Linked DNA regions of Mus musculus: all the other regions are linked to region 1. Evidence: chromatin contacts called from public promoter capture Hi-C data. All regions are on one chromosome and are shown on one strand. Each heading gives the region's core, a stretch centred on a gene start, on an enhancer-like site or on the middle of the called end of the contact. The rest is flanking DNA. Distances are from core to core; before and after follow the strand shown. Region 1 holds the start of Fn3krp (fructosamine 3 kinase related protein). Region 2 has its middle 7.4 kb from the start of Gm12586. Region 3 holds the start of Ptchd3 (patched domain containing 3). Region 4 holds the start of Metrnl (meteorin, glial cell differentiation regulator-like).

Region 1 (2,862 bases), core at 96-2,595:
AACTCACTCTGTAGACCAGGCTGGCTTTGAACTCAGAAATCCACCTGCCTCTGTCTCCCAAGTGCTGGGATTAAAGGCAAGTGTCACCACTGCCCGGTAGTGGCAGTTCTGTTTAATAAGACTAGGTGACTGGCGTTGGTTCAAACTTCAAGTCTGACCCAGTGTAGTTTATTTAGGCATATTTTAGTCGCAGCACAATTTAGTGAAAAATTTCCTGGTGATCAACTCAATCTTGTGTGCAAAATAAAACTTAAGGTGTGAGTATGTTGAAACTCTTTGTGACGTACATGTGACATTGTGAAAGCCAAAGTTATGTTTTAAGTTTTAATTACTATGCCTAAGCGATCCATGAAAAAAAAAAATGCATCTGACCTGTAAGCTCCTTGCCCAAGGACAGATACTTCTTGAAATGCTAAAGGCTATTATTTATGGAAAATAACAAGTCACGAGTTTTCACTTCTTTAAACAAGTTTATTTGGCCCATCTATACCAGATCTGCTTGCTCACACGTGGAAGGGAGGTATATGAGTAGGAAATACGTCAGAATGTATGCTTGCCACTGATTGGACCTGACTGGAAATGCGCTGAATTGTGTTTTTTGCTTTTTTAAGCCCCTGCAAAATCTGACTGGGGCCATTTCCCTGGGAACCTGGGCAAGGATCTGACCAAAGTACATCCACGTGGGCAGTACTTAAAGTATTAAAGCTTACATGAAATTTAATTTAATTTATGTGGTCTTATTCTTGACCAGTGGGATCAACATCTTAAAGATCGGTTCTGTAGATTGACAAACTCATGAGAAGGGTTTGGGAGAGGATCCCGTGTGGTCCAGCACACAGATTAGTACAAAGGTCCTGGGCAACTACATCTGCTCACAGGCTATGCATCCTTTCCTTCGAAGGAACAACTCTGCGTTACATTCCTGGTTCTACTAGTGCTTAACTTGTAGGCACAAGGACCTCCATACCTCCCACAGGAGGGCAGGCCTCCTGGCCAGGGAAATGGTCTCGCGGCCAGCACATCCCTGAGAAAGGATGCGTCATCCTCTGCAAAACCCTAAGGGCTCAGCTTCACCTCGCTGGCGGTTTCAGACAGAACCCGGAGCGGAGGGAGCAACCTCCGTCCTTCTACACAGCTGTCTGGGAATTGTTTTAAACAGGTTTGAATTGAGAGAGTTCAGCACACCAGAGCGGGGAGGCTGGGCGCTCCACCCACTTACCACCCGGCTCCTGCGCTCCAGCAGCCAGAGAAAACTTGGCAGCGGTCTCTCTGCCTCTCAACCAATCCTAACCAGTCAGGCCACGCCCCTCCCAAAGGTTTCCCCGCCCCTTCCTTCTTGTCACCCAATCCCGTCACTGGTCTGTGTCTACCCCGCCCCGCCCCTGTACCCGCTTCTGCTCCAGGCCTGAACTGGGTCGGCTGGGGAACTGCTCTCATGGAGACCCTGCTTAAGCGGGAGCTGGGCTGCAGCTCGGTCAAAGCTACGGGTCACTCGGGAGGCGGGTGCATTAGCCAGGGCCAGAGTTATGACACGGACAAAGGACGAGTGTTTGTGAAAGTGAACTCCAAGGCAGAGGTAGGGCCACCGGCGCTGGGTGAGGGTCGGGCTCGTTGACCCGAGGCTAAAATGGGGCGGTGGTTTGGGTCCGGGGTGTGTGAGATCCTGAGCTGACCCGGGTTGGGTAGCGCTAGAGACTCAGTCTTCAGCGACAGTCTCTGCCCGCTGTCCACAGCCCGGCGATTTCCCTTTGGCCTCCGGCTTCCCTGCCCTTGCCCGCTGTGCCCGCTAAGGCAACGGTGGCTATGCAGGTGCAGCGCGTGGTATTCAGAGATTGCTATGCCCGCTTCTTTGAGAAAGCCTTCACGTCTGGCTGGTTAGTTTTGAGAAACGCCAGAGTACTCGTGTTTATCTGGAGCTTATTTCAAAACTCAGATCAAAGATCTTAAAGGATCAAAATAACACACTCATCCCACCACGTTCTGTTTGAGAGTGAACTTTTTCTGAAGCGCCCAATGGAAGATAGGGTGAGAGCCCCAAGGCTTCAGTTGTGTTCCTGGTTGCTGCTGTCCCTTTGTCATTTTAAGCTGTTCACTCCAGGTTTTGTTTGGAAGGGACGTGGATGGCTTCTGTAGAACTTGGCAAAGTTTTTTTAAAGACGAAACTGAAGGTGTTTATCTTCTTGTTAAGCCCTACACACCCTCCACGTTAGAGTTGGTTTCTGTCACTAAGGCTGACTTCCAAACTCAACCCTTTTGTTTCTGTCTCTTGGAGTGCTGGGATTGCAGGTTCTAGCCACGAGCCTAGCTTTTTGCATTTGTGGTCATTTTTCTTTCAAGAAAGGAACCTGCCTCTCCCATGTGTGTTAACCTTTGGAATACCCTTATTTTCTCAGGACTTGCCTCAACCCCTGTCTTCAGCCATCAGTTTGCCCTCAGCCACAGTCTTCGTGGTCTCCTGCATGTTCTACAGCTGGGCCTCTCTGTTCTGGTTTTGCTTGTTTTTATATAGTAGCCTTTCTCTACAGCCCTCAGTATTTCCACTTTGATTTGTTTTTTCTTTGTGATGACAGGTTGAACCCAGAGCCATGCACATCCTAAGCAAGTATGATACATACCACTGAGCTGCATCTTCAAACTAGTGGTGTGTGTGTGTGTGTTTTCTGTTGTTTGGAGTTGAGTTCAGGCTCTTTTCTCTCTTTTTCTTTTTCTTGTCTTTTTTCTTTTTGGTTATTGTTTAATTTCTTGAAACAGGATCTCACTACGTAGCCCAGAATGGCCTTGAACTGACAGAGATGTGCCTACTTCCTTCGAGTTTACATTCTCTCTCGCAGGAAGTGGGGTTTGCTTGTTTTGAGGCAGTTT
Region 2 (2,862 bases), core at 132-2,631, 430 kb after region 1:
GAGGATTTAGCTGAGCATGTGTGGGAGTAGCAATACCTATATGCAAGTGTATCTAGACTCCCTCAGTAAAATACCAGTGATCCCTTCTTTGAAGAAAGGCATTGCTTTGCAAACAATTCCCATGCTTTCTTTTCCTGCAACTAGAGGTGAGGGGAGAGATCTTTCTCAGTTCTTCTGTTTTGGCTGTGATGGCAATTCTTGGTAATCAAACTGACTACATGTGGAACTGACTAAAACTGAAAGATTTTGGATGCTGTGCAGGTTTTTTTTTTTTTTTTTTTTTTTTTTTTTGGTAATAGCTTTTGAGTTGGGAAATCCCTTCTTCAACATGGATTTTTTTAAGGCAATGAAATGTACCTTTACTCTAGGCCACAGCTTCTGGTAGCAACCTATATGTAAAGAGGACATTCAGTGTAGTAGCTCTTTCTCTCTGTCTGCTTGTTCTACATCTGGTTAGCAAGTTTTTAGTTGTTGTGGTAGTGGTGGTGGGAGGTTATTTTGTTTTACTGGCATTAGAACCCACTTCCTTGGAATTCTCATAGATACTGAAGACTGAGACACACAGCAACATGTATGTACTTAGCAGCCACTACTGGATTCTACAACTTCCCATTGGTAGACAGCCATTGTTGGACTAGTTAGATCACAGCCTGTGAACTATTCTAGTAAATCCATTTTCTGCGCACACAGATTTATTTTATCAATTCTGTTCATCTAGAGAAGCTTCACTAATACTGTTGTGGGGTTTTTTGTTTGTTTGTTTTTTACCTTCCCACGGAGGATGTTGTGCCAGCGGACAGTAATGCTCCCCAGTGTTTTTCATGTTTCCTGCTTTCCTCCCAGACTTGTCTCATACCCACCAGGTGAGAAATAGCTGCAGTTTACCCGAACCCAGCATGAAGCTACTAAACAAAACTCCTTTCCTAAAATCTCTTTAACTGTTAATATTCTGGGCACCCTTCCACCTGTCGGACCAACTCCCACTGCAAGTTGGGTAAGGGGGCTATCTATGCAAGCTATGTACTTTGATCCTAGGAGGGAGAAGGGGAAGTGCCTACTGTGAAGGGAGCTCAGGCAGTCTCTGAAGTCTGCACCAGGTAGTTTAGGGTCACTGCCCACAAAGGGGAGGAGCAGGCAGCTGAACAGTGGAAGCTGGAGCGGTGGGTCCTCCCCTGGACTGGGTAGGCTGTTGGAGGACGGGCACAATTACTACTGAAATGCAAATCCCTGCAGATCTGGAAAAGGTCTGGCTCTGGGCTGCAAGTCTAAGCAAGGAGTCACTGTTCTGCGTCTCTCATCGCGTCTGAACATAAGGGAGGTGCTCATGTCGCTCAAGACTCACTGGCCAATCAGAGCCTTCAGACGGACCTGCCCAATCAGAAGAGGAGGCGGGTTCTTCCGGGTGCCTTGAGGCAGGATCAGCTTACTCGCTGAGCAGCTTTGAATGGTTGCTTGTATTGTGCTCTGAGCCCTGCTGCTGTGTGCTGTAAAGCACACTCAGGCAAGCTCGGAACTTGGGATATGGTGAATACAGATCACATCCAACAGCAGGAGGAGCAGGGGTCTGAACATGGAGAGCTAGTGTGGTGGGTCCAACCCGGGGCTAGGGGGCAGGTCCCTTGTCCTAGCCACTTGCTGGACCCAGCAGTAGCCTCTGAATTACTTCACTATGGGAAAATCTGTGTTTTATAAGGAAACCCAAATTCCAGGATTCCCCAAAATGTCACTACAAACCAGAGATAGATGCAAACTGTTATCAAAAAGACTTTTTAAAATTAATCTTTTAATTGTGTGTGGGGTGATTTTCTGCCCTTTAATAAGGAAGACCTATTAAATCTAGAACACCCCCATCTTCAGCCATTCAGAAAAATGTTTCTGAAACAAGCTACATTAGCTGAGGTCTCCTTGATCCCAGTCTCTTGCTCCCCAGGGCAATGACTTTGCTTTCATTTGATTAAACGCCCTAGATCTTTAAGTTAAAGAGAGATATCATAACAGAGTTTTAAAACTACCCATCTGAGCCATGGAATTACCTCACTTTTATCTATAGTAAGCTTTCTACTCCACTATACCTAGGGGCAGCCACGGCCTTTCTTTTTATTTCTTTTTTCATTCACCTCCCAGTTACTGTTCCTTGATTTCAGATTCGTAGCCACCTTTTGCTTCAGTTGTTGTTACTGTTTGAGTTTGGCTGAAGTTTGGATGCAGCACTTCCCAGCTGTGAAGCAGGGCATGGTTATGCTGGACATTGAGTGTGTAATGACATATGCACACAAAGGACTCTGTGCCTTGGAAGATGAACAGGTGACCTTGAAGAATGGAAGATATCACTAAAATACAAATTTACCAGACTAGGGCTCTGTCTGCTCCTAGGGTGGGGTGGAAGGACAGAGCTGGAAAGGCCTATGCTATCTGAGTCTTTTAATCTCTACTTCTCCAGTAGGGGAGCTGCTACTGTCCTGTGGAAAAGCTAGCAATCAGGAGGAGCGCAAGTGGGAGGTAGCTGGCAGGTTCTTTCCATATTCTCCTCTGATGTTCATCAGAGGGCCGAAAGGGAGACTACAAGCCATGCCATCGTGATTGTGGCAGCCACAAGGAAGAACAGGTTGGCTAAGCAATCAGAGTCCAATCTGATTGGACTGTGATGGACTGAGAACCAGACTGTGGTTCTTTTGGTACATGTGGTGACATGAGCAGAGGGCCTTGGCCTCTGAGTCTGCCTGAGTGTGGATTCCCTGGGGAGGAGGAGGCTCTGCAGCTCTGGCCATAGGAAGCTCTGTTGCTTATAATATCACTGCCCAGTGTGCACACACAAGCATTACTTTTGGTGTGCAGTGGGAAGACAGATTTTAGAAACCAAAG
Region 3 (2,862 bases), core at 140-2,639, 410 kb after region 1:
ATATTTATAGTAAGTCTTTAAAGCACTAGAGCTGGACAGATATTAACCTTCTAAACTATTAGTATCTACTTTCCTATAAATAACCCCTAGTTATAACTTGCATGTTTCATCTGGGCCACTCTTAACTCCAATTGTCCAGCCCTCCTAGCCATGTTTTCATGACTCACCTACCCCATGGTATCTTCTCCTCTCTCCCTCTTCTCTCTCTTTTCTCTTTGTGGTCTCCTCAGACCCCCAAGCCCAGAACCAAAGCCTTATCTACCACTCTTCTACCCAGCTTAAGCAAAAGTGATAGGTAACTCCTCTTAACACATCCACTGCTGCCATGTGGTAGAACAGCTGTGATGACCCACAGGAGATCTTAGCCTACAGTTATGGCAACAAAATCAACAAAAATATACAGAAGATACCTAGTTCTGAATGTAATTGGGTTGTTAACTGGATCTCTGAAGGAATTTCACAAAACCCTCCCCTGACTCTCCCTGATACTCCAACCTTTCCCAGCTTCGTGTAGGCAAGTACTAACTCTAAGAAGCACGATGTTGACGGAGGGTGGGTCTTTTGGGGGATATAGCTGTCTGTGGGTTGCCCCTGCTCCTGTAAGTAATCCTAATAGCTTAATACTCATTAAATTTATTTTAAAAATGGAGGGAGCAGCATCTTTAATCTGTTAGGCCTTTCCTACTTTGGGGTGAAGAAACATGCAGGATGGGCATGGTAATTCAGCAAATGACCAAAGAACTTATCTTCTGCTGTGGTGAAAGCAACTCATTCTGTTTCGTAGACTCTACAAACACACAAGCAACACATTTAGAGGAAACTTTGTTAAGTAGTCTTAACCAGTCTCCAATAAACACTATCTGGTTGCAGTCATTTTACTTGGCTTCCGAGGAAATAACTGGAAGCAACCATCTAAACGCTTCCTTCTTTGGATGCTAACTCATAATGGTCCCCAAATCTGTCTTGGTGCACTTTTCATTTAGATTGGGAACTGTGTAAACTTTAGATTGATAGATAACTGTTTAAGTAGTATAAGCAGTTTTTCCTCTAAGAAATACTTACGTTCCTCTGGTTTGGCATTTAAATTTGTTAGCAAAACTAGATATAATAATCCTCAGCCTCGGGGTTCTGACCGTCTAGTAGGGACACATGACAACAAAGTAAATGTGAAGTTGTCCCAGCCACTGGGCCGCCAAAGTAGAAAGGTTAAATTTATGCTCCCACTGAGAGCTTTGGTAAGTACAGGGGTAGAGGGAATGCGCCATAGGCGGAGCGTGAGGAGATGCTCTGTGCCAAGGACGGATCTGGTACTAACTCTGACCCTGGAACAGATCTGCACCAGGAGGGCGCCTCGCCCACGTGCTCCCAACCGTCGCCTCCGCATCCGGGCACAGGAGCAACCAACGGTCCTGGGTCCTGAACCGTTGGGGTGAAAACAGCTCTGCAGCAGCTCCTCTGAACAGCTGTGGGCAACATGATCTCCTCCAAGGTGGCGCCCGGAGAGGAGGAGCAGGGGGAGTCACCGTCCAAGGTGGAGCTCGGAGAGGCGGAGGAGCAGCGGGAGGCACCGTTGGAAGGCCAACTGGAAGCCGTGCCACTTGATGAGGCGGGCCCTAGCTGGACCACCGGGCCGCCACTGGAGCGCTTGCCACCGCTGGGTCAGGAGGCACCTCCGCCGCGTCGCTGCCACACCAACTGCTTGGAAGCACCGCTGTCGCGGGGCTTCCAACGCTTTGGCGCCACAGTGGGCGCGAACCCCTGGCTGTTTTTGCTCGGGCCTGCACTGCTGACGGCCTCCCTGGGCACCGGTCTCATTTTCCTACCCAAGGAAAAGGAGAACCTGGAGGAGCAGTACACACCGATTGGCAGCCCAGCCAAGGCAGAGCGGCGTTTTGTGCAGGGTCATTTCAGTACCAATGACACTTACCGCTTCTCTGCCTCCAGGACCAGCTCCGAGACCAACTTTGCATCCATCTTGGTGGTGTCCCTCGCCAACTCACTGCTGGAGCCAGAAATATTCAAAGAGGTGAGCAAGCTGGACCAGGCGGTGCAGGCGCTGAAAGTTGTCCAGGAAAATGGAACGCAGATTCTATACCAAGAGGTGTGTGCCAAGTACAAGACGCTGTGCGTGCCGCCCAACCCTCTGCTGTTTTCCTGGCAGCATAACTCGTCGTTGAACCTGTCGGACCTCACCTTCCCTATCCACAACACGCCCACCCAGCTCATCTACTTAGCGGGCTTCTTTGGGGGAAATGTTTTGGGTCAAATGACTGGAAAAAGTCAACGACTCGTGGAGTCCCGAGCAATGAGACTACTGTACTACCTCAAGACGGAGGACCCCGAAGACAGTGAACGTAGCCAGGCATGGCTGACTCACTTTCTTGACCATTTTAATGACATGAAGAGCAGTCTGACCCTGGAAGAGATAGAGGTATTCTGGAGGTTAGGGTTTGCAAGGGGGGCCACTAAGGGCAGAGACAAAGTGACCTTTGCATTTAAGCTGGGAATGCTGTACTGTGCTTAGAGTGAAAACCTATTGGAACACAGATGGCGCCAGAGATCATAAATGTGTTGGCATCTTTCTGGTCTCTACACAAATCCTGTGTCTGTAATTCCATTTCGTATAGAAACTGATTTTCACATTTGCTGTAGGGTTTGGTTTTCTAATTAAGTCACTTGAAAATTACTTCTTTTAGTGACCCCTCCTCTTATTCCTAGGAGTCCTTAAAGCCTGTTTGTATCTAACGAAATGAAAGACAAAACTTTCAAGGTCTGTCATGCTATTTTAGAAGACAGATAGCTAGCTCAGCCTTTTTCAGGGTAGTTATAGATAAGAAACCTAGCTTAGTGTTGAAGTACATA
Region 4 (2,862 bases), core at 181-2,680, 280 kb after region 1:
TTCTGGGTTTTAGTTGAGTAGAAAGACCTGCTCAGCTGTACGACTGTTTTACACTGATTCTTAAACTTCAGATGTCTTTTCCAGATCCCCAGACCTTCTCCTTTCCTCAGCTGTTTAGTGGCCTCAAAGCCACAGGTGGTGCTGGCTCTTCCTCTTGAAGACATAAATTTGTCCCTCTTACTCTCAGTATGGTTGCCACCTAATAAATAAACTGCATTTCTAGGCCTTTCCTCATGCATAGAGGGTACTCTGGAATCCCTTGTTTCCTCCTGACCTATCCAGGCCAGTTTCGTCCATCATTTGATACTGTTTGGGGCTTTGAAGTGAAGAAAGATTGCCTCATCACCTTCTCCCTGTTTTGTTTGTTTGTTTGTTTGTTTTTTAAATCAAGCTCCAGGCCAGAGAATGTGTCCCTCCACCTCCCTATTTCTGCCCTGCTCCTGTGTAGCTCCCCCACTAGATGTTAGGATCACCATGATCTCCATGCGACGCCCCTTCATGGCCAGACTGGGCTCTCAGATGGTTATTTTTTTGTTTCTGTTGGAAGGATATTTGGAGACAATTGGATCTGTCAAACTCGGGATGGGAGATACTATTGAAGTATAGAATGGGTCCCAAGATGAAATGACGATAAAGCTCCACACTGCCCAAGGTAGGTTTCACTGTAAAGAAGCATCCAGCCTAAAACCTCAGCTTCAAGATGACAAAGTGAATATTAAACAAGAGACCACAGGACACTTGAAAGTGTGGCCTGGGGACTGATTGCACACCTGAGGCCTTTCTATGGGATGGATGTTCCAGAGTCTCGAATAACCTCGTAGAAGCTGCCAGTGCTTACTAATGGCAGAGTCTCAGTCTCTCTCTGATATTCTCTCTCTCTCTCTCTCTCTCCTCCCTCCCAAGGCAAATTTTGAGCTGGGGAACAGAAAGAGAGGGTGCCAGGAACCCCAAGAAGCCACCGCTCTTGAGTTGTGAGCATCACAATAGTCCTTGTGCACTGGAGGCCACTCAGGCTGTCTAAAAGATGGTGTCTAGCTGCTGGAAGGAGCTCAGATTTCTTCACTTCGTGCATAATAGTGCAGTTCCCCCAGGCCCAAACTCTTCCATCCCCATCCCTACAGCTTCTTCGTCCCAGCCCCAGCCCTCCTCCCTGACCTTGTTCCCGTTCTTTGCAAAGTCGTTTGTCCCACTCCGAGCTGCACTTTCCCTTGTCCTGTGCGGCGAGATGCTGCCCACTGAGTATCTGCGGCGTGACACCAGGGCGTTCCAGGCTAGAGCTGGCAGGACACAGATCTGTGAGCTGGCGCACGGGGCGGAACTGCTGGCCCGGGCCGAAGGCCAGGCGGGGGCGGAGCTCGGCCGAGGGCGGGGTGGCTTCACGGTTCCGCCCCCCAGCTGAGCCAGACCACGGTCCGGGAACTTGCCAGCTCAGAGGTTCTAGGGGCAGCCGGCGCGCTTCTCTAGTTGCAGCTTGGGCGGCTCCTGTGGTGGGCGGCTAGGGGCGAGCCGGGATGGGCTATAGACGCGCGACGTGATCAGTTCGCACGCGGACCCACGCCTCCCATCGCTCTGCCTCAAGAGCCTATTCTGTGGGTGCAGGCACGCACCGGACGCAGACCCGGCCGGAGCATGCGGGGTGCGGTGTGGGCGGCCCGGAGGCGCGCGGGGCAGCAGTGGCCTCGGTCCCCGGGCCCTGGGCCGGGTCCGCCCCCGCCGCCACCGCTGCTGTTGCTGCTACTACTGCTGCTGGGCGGCGCGAGCGCTCAGTACTCCAGCGACCTGTGCAGCTGGAAGGGGAGGTGAGTCTTGCGGGTGATTCCAGCGTGGACTCCCTGGACCTGGACCGGAGCCCTCGGCAGCGAGTGGCAGAGCTTGCGGGGTAGGGACAGCTATGCTGGCCAAGTCCGGTGACCCCCGCCCTAGCTCTGGTTTCAGAACAAAAGAGTTGGTGGCATCTGGGTCCCAGCTCGGAAGACGCCCACTCTCCGCGCGCGTAATACTGCCCTAGTGGGTTTCCTGGGCTCCATAGGCTGCATGTTTGGTCCTCCCAACGGTTGGGATTTCTGATTCTTGGGAAAGGGTTGGGATTGTGCTCATCTAGAGGGACAGCTGTGGCGTGGAGAGCGTGGGGTCCAAACGAGACCCGTATCGGCTGCAGACCGTATCTTTGGGGCAAAGAGATGGGGTCGACACCTGTCTGCGGCCAAATGCAGTAGGGTAGAGCCCTGAGCCCGCTTGGTGAAGGTCAAGCCGCCCTTGGCAGCAGGGCACAGGGTTCCTGTGACACTTCTCTCTCGTCCCCATCAGCAGTGACAGCGGAGGACTTTTTGCTGTTGTTTTAACTGAAGTGTGACGTATGGAAAGAAGCACAAGTCACAAGTGTGCGCGGGCGGGGTGCCTGAGGAGTCGTAGCTACTTTGGACACTGAGAACGCGCCAGGCACAGCGGCCGGCCCCCTCTCTTTGCAGAGCCAGTTTTTTACAGCTGCAAGTTGCCAATTCAGCGGTTTGCATAGCGCGCTGCGCTGATGCGGGTCTCCTGAAAACGTGGGCTGGGACGGCGGTGGGGGTCTGATGTAGCTCATCCCAGGGGCAGGGCGCTTGCGCAGGCCTGGGGAGGTACACGATCTCGTCTGAAGCACAGACTCCAGTGAAGGGGGCTCATGGGGCAATGCGTGCGGTGGGTGATTTTGGTCAAGAGGGTTTTCTGAGAAAGGTGGATGTTGGGCAGTGCCCGGATCTGCGTAAGCAGGGCATCAATGATTATCTTGTACACTTACAGTGCCTGACTTTCTGAGAAAACCACAGAGACCAAAATCAACCCTCATCAAGACTCCTGCTGGAGTGCTTGGACTGAAAGATT

Evidence for each region. Promoter capture Hi-C pulls out the DNA fragments that hold promoters and counts their contacts.
Region 2: a contact with region 1 is called in a promoter capture Hi-C map of second pharyngeal arch cranial neural crest. The contact joins the enhancer-like site here to the promoter of Fn3krp in region 1. A contact is called at or near these places in 10 of 39 promoter capture datasets (the 3T3-L1 cell line, the C10 cell line, the HPC-7 cell line and 6 more), 2 of 484 Hi-C or Micro-C datasets (CD4 T cells and bone marrow-derived macrophages), 4 of 115 datasets of contacts at active chromatin or transcription factors (astrocytes, bone marrow-derived macrophages, embryonic forebrain and 1 more) and 2 of 9 other capture datasets (embryonic stem cells and macrophages).
Region 3: a promoter capture Hi-C map of embryonic stem cells shows a contact between it and region 1, with 4 times the contacts expected there. The contact joins the promoter of Ptchd3 here to the promoter of Fn3krp in region 1. A contact is called at or near these places in 18 of 39 promoter capture datasets (the 3T3-L1 cell line, the C10 cell line, the HPC-7 cell line and 11 more), 2 of 115 datasets of contacts at active chromatin or transcription factors (bone marrow-derived macrophages and embryonic stem cells) and 2 of 9 other capture datasets (embryonic stem cells and macrophages).
Region 4: a contact with region 1 is called in a promoter capture Hi-C map of embryonic stem cells, with 4 times the contacts expected there. The contact joins the promoter of Metrnl here to the promoter of Fn3krp in region 1. A contact is called at or near these places in 12 of 39 promoter capture datasets (the 3T3-L1 cell line, the HPC-7 cell line, cranial neural crest and 8 more), 1 of 484 Hi-C or Micro-C datasets (nephron progenitors), 3 of 115 datasets of contacts at active chromatin or transcription factors (astrocytes, pancreatic cancer cells and stem cell-derived neural progenitor cells) and 1 of 9 other capture datasets (adipose tissue).

Annotation. Positions count from the first base shown.
Region 1 is chr11:121,420,028-121,422,889 of GRCm38.p6, forward strand. Fn3krp (fructosamine 3 kinase related protein) reads left to right here and starts at 1,346. Exons shown (of 6, transcript NM_181420.3): 1 at 1,346-1,576. The coding sequence starts at 1,436.
Region 2 is chr11:121,846,745-121,849,606 of GRCm38.p6, forward strand. No RefSeq gene overlaps it. Among named protein-coding and RNA genes, the nearest start is that of Gm12586, 7.4 kb to the right of the region's middle. Within about 2 kb of position 1,382, at least 274 of the 459 cell types and tissues checked have an H3K27ac peak or open chromatin away from gene starts, as enhancers often do. A contact at or near this core is called in astrocytes, embryonic forebrain, embryonic stem cells and 3 more, where this site is marked.
Region 3 is chr11:121,828,829-121,831,690 of GRCm38.p6, forward strand. It overlaps Ptchd3 (patched domain containing 3), which reads left to right and starts at 1,390. Exons shown (of 4, transcript NM_029049.1): 1 at 1,390-2,431. The coding sequence starts at 1,475.
Region 4 is chr11:121,700,997-121,703,858 of GRCm38.p6, forward strand. Metrnl (meteorin, glial cell differentiation regulator-like) reads left to right here and starts at 1,431. Exons shown (of 4, transcript NM_144797.3): 1 at 1,431-1,799. The coding sequence starts at 1,630.